Linked DNA regions of Sus scrofa: all the other regions are linked to region 2. A link is a contact called in public Hi-C and HiChIP or PLAC-seq data. All regions are on one chromosome and are shown on one strand. Each heading gives the region's core, a stretch centred on a gene start, on an enhancer-like site or on the middle of the called end of the contact. The rest is flanking DNA. Distances are from core to core; before and after follow the strand shown. Region 1 holds the start of FMNL3 (formin-like protein 3). Region 2 holds the start of SPATS2 (spermatogenesis-associated serine-rich protein 2). Region 3 holds the start of TMBIM6 (transmembrane BAX inhibitor motif containing 6).

Evidence for each region. A called contact is a pair of places that touch in the nucleus more often than the background predicts. HiChIP or PLAC-seq counts read pairs in DNA pulled down with a chosen protein or histone mark.
Region 1: an H3K27ac HiChIP or PLAC-seq map of alveolar macrophages shows a contact between it and region 2. The contact joins the promoter of FMNL3 here to the promoter of SPATS2 in region 2. A contact is called at or near these places in 2 of 47 Hi-C or Micro-C datasets (embryonic fibroblasts and mesenteric adipose tissue) and 1 of 2 datasets of contacts at active chromatin or transcription factors (alveolar macrophages).
Region 3: a contact with region 2 is called in a Hi-C map of liver, with 4 times the contacts expected there. The contact joins the promoter of TMBIM6 here to the promoter of SPATS2 in region 2. A contact is called at or near these places in 1 of 5 promoter capture datasets (fetal liver), 2 of 47 Hi-C or Micro-C datasets (embryonic fibroblasts and liver) and 1 of 2 datasets of contacts at active chromatin or transcription factors (alveolar macrophages).

What each region holds. Positions count from the first base shown.
Region 1 is chr5:15,644,436-15,647,449 of Sscrofa11.1, reverse strand. It overlaps FMNL3 (formin-like protein 3), which reads left to right and starts at 1,401. Exons shown (of 25, transcript XM_021091615.1): 1 at 1,401-1,775. The coding sequence starts at 1,650.
Region 2 is chr5:15,346,218-15,348,946 of Sscrofa11.1, reverse strand. SPATS2 (spermatogenesis-associated serine-rich protein 2) reads right to left here and starts at 1,325. Exons shown (of 13, transcript XM_021091602.1): 1 at 1,015-1,325.
Region 3 is chr5:15,672,726-15,675,532 of Sscrofa11.1, reverse strand. It overlaps TMBIM6 (transmembrane BAX inhibitor motif containing 6), which reads right to left and starts at 1,505. Exons shown (of 10, transcript NM_001005348.1): 1 at 1,421-1,505.

The sequences.
Region 1 (3,014 bases), core at 152-2,651, 300 kb before region 2:
GTTCTGTTTTCCTTTTGACCACACTTGCAGCATGTGGAAGTTCCTGGGCCAGGGACTGAACCTGCACCATAACAATGACCCCAGTCACTGCAGTGACAGTGCCAGATCCTTAATCCACTGCATCACAAGGGAACTCCTTAGCATTTGCTTTCCTCTGCATTGGCTTCATTCTCAAGCAAGCTTGAAGTGTTATGGGTGATGGTATGGGAAGAGATTGCCTCTTTTTTTTTTTTAAGTCTTTTTAGGGCCACACCTGAGGCACATCGAGGTTCCCAGGCTAGAGATTGAATCAGAGCTACAGCTGCTGGCCTAAACAACAGCCACAGCAACGCCAGATCTGAACCACCTCTTCAACCTATACCACAGCTCAAGGCAACACCAGATCCTTAATCTACAGGGCAAGTCCAAGGATCGAACCTGCGTCCTCATGGATGCTAGCCAGATTTGTTTCCACTGAGTCACGATGGGAACTCCAAGAGAATGTCTCTTTCTTGATTATTCCAGTGAAAGCCTTAGAAATGAGTTTTATATTCTGGCTTAAGTCAACTGTCAATTCCTAAAACAGTCTCCAAAGGTAGAGGAAGAAAATGCTTTGATTCGCCAGGCCTGGGTCATGGGACCTCCTGGAATGGAGGTGAAGTTCAGCTCTACATGGACTGAGGACAGGCGAACGTAGTTCCCTAAAAGGAGACGGGATGTTATCGCTTGAGGAAGAGGTATGCAGGGTGGCAGAAACAACAGAAGGCCATCACATCATAAATGACGACCCTCCCAATAGACCTAGCCCAGAGCAGCATCCTTCTCCTGCCTCACCATTTTCACATTCAAGCAGATCAACGTTTGAACGTCGGTAAGGTCCTCTCCTAAATCCTTTTCACCTGTCTCAGGCAGTTAAGGTAGTCCCCATTCCTAAATGCCCGATTCAAATTCTCCCTCTTACCGTGACTCTAACAGGTGTGGTCTCTCTCCCACTTCTGAGTATCCTAGACGTTTCTACTTCTCTTGCAGTTATCTGTTCACTCGGTGCCCTGTATCTTATTTATTTGTATATATTATGAGCTATTATGGTAAAGGGCCGTTTCCCAGGGACCAACCCAACACCTCACGCCCTCAGCAACTGCGATGATTAGATACGCACCAGGGCCGCCAGGGCGCGCCAAGCGCCAGGCGCGAGGCCACCGCGGTGCTGGAGGCACTGTGATTGGCAGTTGAGGCCGTCAATCGGACTCAGGAGGGGGCGGGGCGAGGCGGGCTGCCCGGGAGGCCCGTGGGCGAGAGGCGGGGCCTGCATGAATGGGGCGCGCGGCTGCAGTCGGCGCTCGGGGGGAAGCCGGAGTCCCGGCCGGGAGTGGGTGGGAGGAAGCGAAGTAGGGGGGGAAGGGAAAGAGCGCGGGGGGCGGGGAGGGGCAGCGCCGGGGCGGCGCGCTGAGAGCGGCGAGGCGGCGGGTTTTAGCTGGAGCCGGTCGCTTCGGTGCCGCTGTCCGCTCCGGGTCTTGCCGGACCCTAAGGAGCCCCTCAGCCCCCGACCCGGCCGAGGAGTCGGGACTAGGGTAGCCGGCCCTGAGGGAGGAGCCGAGTCCGACAGGCCCAGCCCAAGACCCCCGGGCTTGGAGGTGGGGGGCTGAGGCCCCCGAGGGGGCCCCGCAGCGATGGGCAACCTGGAGAGCACCGAGGGGAGCCCGGGCGAGCCGCCCTCTGTCTCGCTGCTGCCGCCGACCGGCAAGATGCCGATGCCTGAGCCCTGTGAGCTGGAGGAGAGGTTCGCCTTGGTGCTGGTAAGAGCCGAGCCTAGTCCCTTCCCCCTCCTACCGCCCCCCCCCCCCCAGGTCCCAGCGCCTCAGGTGGGACTTTGCCCGAGTCCCTTGGTCCGGTCCACCTCTTCAGTCAGGGCCTTGGACAGACCTCGGCCCCCAGCGCCTTCCCGGGAACCTCTGAGCAGCCCCATCAGGGACCTCCCGACCGACCGCCTCAACCGCTGGACGCTTAAGAGGAGGGGTCCCCAGCCCGGGACCGCCCCGGGACCCAGACTTCTTCCTCGCCCCTCCCCCTTCTGCCGCCCTTCTCGCTCCCCCCCCCCCCCGCCCCACTTCCCTGACAGTCTCCCCAGGTCCTTAGAATTCTCACTCCTAAGCCTCTGGCTGGTGCGGGGGGAATTCAGAAGCGCAGGGCCGGCCCACTCCTCAGCCTAAGTCTGCGTTCTCTGACTGGGGAGACCACCTCTGATGTTAACATGGAGACTTTCCAGGGAGTGGGTCCTACTCCCAGCCGGGACCAGATGTTTGGGGGAGAGGGGGGTGGGTAGGGAATGGAGGGGAGCTGGCAGCTCTTGAAGAGGGTGGAATAAAGAGTGCTGCCATTCCTCTTATTTTCAGAACGGCCTGCAGGCATCCTGCAAAGTTACAGTGGGTTTGCCTAAAAGGCCTGAACATGTGGATAAGCCATTTCACTAGTGTATTTTTCCAATTGAAACAATACACGAACCATCCTGCCTCCCCCGCCTCCCCACTTTTTATGTTAAGCCCTAGCGACTGGGTTTGGTTTTTGGGGCTGTACTTTTTTTAGTCTTTCTGTAGGTTCCTAAGTGATCTGTATGGATGAGTTTTTAGAGCTGACTTTGGGATTCTTTGGTGTGGGAATTGGACATTGATGTCAGTGGCTCTGTGGACAGAGAGGATCTGAGCTGGTATCACTGAGATGGAGCCAGAGAATCTGTTGGAGCTAAAAATGAAGTTTTGGAGAAAGAAAGTGAACTAGGAGATGGAACATTTACTAACAGAGGTAAATCTTAGAGAAACTTGGGGAAAGGGTTTCCAGTTCCTCAAAGAACTCTCTAAGAGGCAGTGTTAGTACTGCAGTAATTGTTACTATGGCCTGAAGGGCCGACTTTGCCTTTGCCTGTAAGGAGGAATAAGTTGTGGACTTAGCAGCCTTATTGGATTTCATCTGCTTTGGAATGATTAGATCTGTTGGCATCAGTGAAGCTGTCTAGGGATCCTGGCCTACTCTGATGGTGC
Region 2 (2,729 bases), core at 76-2,575:
AACCCAAATGCTCTCACAAGCATAAAACCAGTGGCAGGTGGTACGTGACCATTTCTCATCGAGAAACTGTAATTCTAACAAAGTACAAGTAACTTAGATTTTATCAAGGCTAAATAAAAACAAACTTGTGGTTCTCTCCCAAACATCCTAAACTCTGCATTATCAATAACTAAACTCAAAGCACAATTCCTATTTTTAGTGGTCTGTCCTCTCTTGCTTCATTAACCACAGGTAAATTATACAGAGGGGAAAGAAATATTACAAGCATGTTTTATCAATGAAATAAATGGACTACACAGGATAACCATATTATTAAGAGTGTCTTGTACTCCTTGGCAGAGGGACATGCCAGAGAAAGATCCATCTTCTAAAAGAAGCCAGTCATCCTGGATGAATTAGGAGAAAAATGCCACTCCAGTCCACCTACCCTATACTCTCTAACTGGATTTACCCTTCCGCTTTAATTCAAATCCAAACCGCATTTATTTTCTTTCTCTGCCCCTCTTTGCTTTATTTTCCGTTCCGTTTCCCGCCCCTCCTCAATTCCAAGAATGCCCTTCTATCTCTTATTTTTAAATCCTACTTTGCCTCCAAATCCTAAGAACCTCCGATAGCCACACAGCTGACCTTACGCATCCCCGATGAATTCTCAATTCATTGTACTTCTCATACCAAACGATCCATTCTTTCATGCCTTTCGATCTCTCGTCTCTTAAAATCCAGTGCCCCACACAAGCTCACACCAAGAGTCCCCCCCTCACTCCATTGTTTCCCCGGCCTATGCTTCTGGAAACCCCCCAATTCGGACCCGGTGTCTTCCGCCCGCCCCACTGACCCCAGAAACCTTTCACCATCTGGGCACTCCAGGTCCCAAGGACTCACATCCCCCTCCTCTCGGTACCCCAACCCCCAACTACTGCCCCCTCCCCCGTGCCCTCCCTCAAGCCCGCTCTTTACACCTCTGTGCCCCTCTTCATCCCCCACCAACCCTCCGCCCAGCACCCTCAGCCTCACCTACCCCGGGCCTCCGCAGTCTCCGCGTCCCCCCAGTTCCGGCTCTGCGTCCGGGACGCTCCGGGGTCTGAGAAGAGGAAAGGAGCTCCTCCGCCGCCTCCTCCGGCTCTTCTAGAGCCACCTCCGTCGCCGCCGCGCTCCTCCCCCAGCTCTCTCGGAGCCGGGCGCCGCCCCGCCCCTCCGCCCCTTTCCTCGCTACCCTCCTCAGCCGGGTGGCGGGCTGGGAATCGCAGCGGCGGCTGGGGGCCGAAGTGCCAGCGGATCTACACCGACCTCGCCGGGGCTCGAGCTCTTCGCCCCGCCCCGCAGCCCGCTCGGGCGCGTGCGCGCCGGCCAGCCAGCGCACAGGGCGCGTGCTCGCGCCGGCGCGAACTCGGCGCGCCGAGCTCGAGGCCGTTGCAGCCAACCGGTGCGCGAGGGAGGCGTGAGGCGGCCGGCCAGCCGAGGAGCTGCGCGCGGGGAAGCTCGCGGAGAGAGGCGCCTCCAGTCCGTCGGGTTACCGCTCCTCTCGTGGACCGGTCCCTCGCGCTTCGCACTGCCCGCCGGGCCGGGCACCCGAGTTGAGGGAGCTCGGATGTCCGGGGATTGGGAAGAACGAGGAAGGGAAGGGATAGGAGGAATAGGTAGGGAACAAAGTAGATGGACGTGAGGACGGGTGGGGCAAGAGATCGTGCCCTCGTGCAGAATGGCCCGTGCCCCGAAAGAGCCGGGCGGAGTGGGGTGGGGGGCACAGCGCGTGCTGGTAGTAGAGGGCCTGAGCTGGAACTGCCGGAAAGAGCCGAAACTCCCCGGAGGTTGCCGAAGGCGGCCGCCTCGAAGGGAACCTCGAGAGGGGCTTTTCTCTCTAGGTCCAGGCGGGGACTTGGTCTCCCAGGCTTCTCCCGCTTCCCGTGCCACGACTCTGCCCCAACAGCTTAACACCACTTTCACTTTTGCCTCTGTCCCGACCCAAGATTTACTCCAAAAGGCCATTTCAGAACCACTGACTACGGGAAATGTCCTGATTCCGTAGCCACTCAGCCTCCTGGGAATCCATACAGGCTGGTAAGGAGTTGGTGGGGAGCAGTGCACCTCCCCAGCTGGGCAGAGGATAACTTCGGGAGCAAACTGAGGGACCTCTGCCATGACCCCGGACACAACTGCCCAAGTCCATTTCCTCGTTGGATTTCTAGTCTACTGAGTTGTCTGCATCCCTTTAGGCGGCTGTGGTCAGTTACACTGACGGTCGAATCTTTATGTTAAATATTCTTCTGTCTTCGTGGTTAGTTTCCCAAGCACCCCAAGGCCAGAACCATTTCTAATTGTGCACCTTTCTAGACAGTGTTCACGTGTGAAGCACTCACCGCATTGCCAAAGGGGTTGATGATTAGGAGTGGCTTAAAGGTCGGGTATTTAGGCAATCAACCTTGAAAATGTGATTAAGAATCTGTCCCCGTGTTCTTAACTTTTGAGACCAAAGCAAAAGGGGCTCTGGACAGGCACCAATGACAAGCCAGAGTGTATATGAGCGTATATAGGCACCACAGAAACAGTGTAGTTTTGGTTTTCACAGATTTGTTATTACAGTTTCAGGACAAGTAATGGAATAGTGTAATCTCTGCCAAGTCATCAGGTCCTTTGGTTTTTAACTTTGCAAGGAGTGAAGGATCAAAAATCCTCTGGAGCCCACTGGCCCCTAGTTAAATAATGCCTAACCTAATCCACCCATATCATTT
Region 3 (2,807 bases), core at 256-2,755, 330 kb before region 2:
CAGAACAACAATAAAACATCCCAGACAAGGACGAGTAAGAAAACACCAGAGAGTAAATTTAATACATAACTAAGCATGTTTGCAGAAGCCGTAAGAAATGTGGTTAGGCAACTCTGATCTTTCTTGAACTAAATTCTTAAAACTACATATTTGACCAAAAGATAAACTTGAATAAGTATCAAAAAGTAACTAGACTATCCAATATTCTGTAATAGCCTACTTGGGAAAAGGATCTGACAAAAAATGGGTATGTGTATATGTATGACTGACTCACTTTGTTGTACAGTAGAAATTATCACATTAAAATCAACTATAATTCGATAAAACTTTTTAAAAAAGTAACTAGAAAAGCCCATTCGCCATTAACCTTTAACCTGAAATCTTTGTTTCAAGTACAGTCAGCTCTTCCACCAGGTTACAGTCATTAGTTAACTATTGCTAAAACAGAGTCTCAAGTTCAGAAAGGTTTTTGTTGTTGTTTGGTCGATGAAAGGTTGATGGGGCAAGCAATGTAACCTGGCTGGCACGGGGCTGCAATTCCTCACTTAACAAACACACGAAAATACCACAGCTCCAGCAAGTAGGTCCAAGAAACCGCCCAACAACGCCTTTCCTGACCGGACTTTGGGAAAGACGCCGCCCACGGGGCTCAGGACCAGCAAAGCCAAGGCCACCTCACCTGTCCAAAGGTAACCAATCAGACCAGAGCGGGGCCGTCCAGCGGGCCTGGCAAGCCAGGCCTAGCCCGGGTCTCTCCTCACCTCCCGCCTCTGCTGTTGGCTTCAAAGTAACGAAGGAGCCTAGCATGTCACAGAGGAGTGTGACATCATCCACTCCGCCGTGACAGGGCAGCTTGCCGGACCAGGCCCTCCTGAGTCCCGGCCCCCACCGCTCACCCAGAGGCGGCCCAGCCAGAGGACCCCCAGCAGGCCAGCGATCTGTCGGGAGCGGCGGGGATGACCACAAACCCGTGAGGTTTCGCTTTCATTCTCCCCGGAAGAAAGGCGCAGGGGACGTGCCCTGAATTAAGGGGGTCGAAGCTGGGCCTGGGCCAAAGAGCCTCCGAGTCTACACTTGGCGGAGGAGGAGGAAAGACGCGGACTAAGGGGGAAGCAATTCCGGCCAAAAAAGGCCCTTAGCCAGCGCTCCCCAGCCGACTGAGCGCCTCGACACCCCCAAAGACCCAGCAGACTCGCCCCGCCCCTCCCCCACTCCGGTACAGTTGCGCCTGCGCGGTACTAGTTCCCCAACTCCTCCCCTCCCAGCCTAGCTTTCCGGAGTCCCGCCGCCCAGCAGGGCCCAGTTCCTCCAGGGTGCGGTCCGTCTGAAAACGGAAACTACTCCCACTCTTGCTCAAGAAGTAACTAATCCCCTTTCCATTTCTCAATCCAGGCTTGCGCAGTCCTAGCTTCAGACGTACCTTCTAACCCGCTTCTCAAGAGCTCACACAGCTCCTCTAACACCGGATGTGCTTCTGACTCTCCCAGGGTCCGCTCCAGACTCTTTACCTTGCGTCCGCCCCTCGAGGGAAGCCCCGCCCCCGAGTTCCGCTTGAGGCCAGTCCTGATTGGCCATGGTTGCTCTTCTGCCTTTCTGTTGGCTGTAGGTGCATAAACAACGGCTGCTTACTTCAGAGCCATTTGCTTAACGCCCTTGTCGATCAAGACTCTGGCAGCCAAACAGCGCGTAGCAAAAGACCTCCGCCTTCTTCCAGCATAGTAAGGCAGGGTCGTAGTCCGAAGTCGCCTCTAGTGGACAAAGAGAAGAGGGGAGGCCCCACCCAAGGCATAAGGCAAGTAATGCAGCCTCCACCACAAGCGATGGAATAGCTCTGCAAAGTCCTGGGATTTGGGTTTTATGCTTGTCGTAGAATGCTAAAAGGGGAAAGAGATTCAGAGAACACATAGAAAAGCATTCTCATAGGGAATGCTTCACGGTAAATTCTCAATTTACCGTGAACCTTGTGAAGCTTAAACTTCAGAACATCTTTGAAGGCTCAGAGAATTTCTCAGGAACGGGGGGAGGAGGAATTAGCAGCCCCAGTCCTGCATCAGACGAATGTACTCCTGGAGGTCACCCTCTTGGCCCAGATTGTGGTCCTGGAGTCGTGGGCGGGGCCAGTGGGCTGCCACCTCCTCATCCACTTTGCTCTGGGGAAGGCGGTAGTAGTGGGGTGAGTAGGGCAGCTATCTGGCTGAGCTGCCCCAGCAGCTCTGAGGAAACTAAGCCAAGGGAGAAAAAGGGCTGGAGCGCCTTGGGACGTGTCTCCAAGAAGCAACACTTACAGAAGAACTGAGAGTAAGGAGTTGTGAAGCTGCTTAAAAAACGTTTCTACACTGTCAAATTTTTTTTCCAAAACTTTTTTGCTAATTTATCTAACATCTCTATATAAATAATACAGCATGGTCATACGAAGAGGCAAAGCGTATGCAGCCAAAAAAAAAAAAAAAAAAGAAAAAAGAGCTTATAGTGGTTAACAGGCAGTTAATAATAATGTGGTTTTGTGGGGTTGTGTGATATTTGTATTTTGTCAGCATTTTAAAATCTGTAATGGATCACTATTAAAAAAATTTTCAATTTTAAAAATTAAAAATTTTTTAAAACCTGTAATGTTTTATTTTCTTACTCTAAATACTGATTTTATTACATAATTTTGTATTCTTTTTCTTAAATACAGCCATACAACTGTAGATGTTTCCAGCTGCACAAAACAGCAAATGAGGAAACAAGACCATGGACAGAAAAGGTTCTGGCAAAATAAGGGAAGAAATTTAGACTAAGCATTTGATCAAATCAAAATGCAGGAT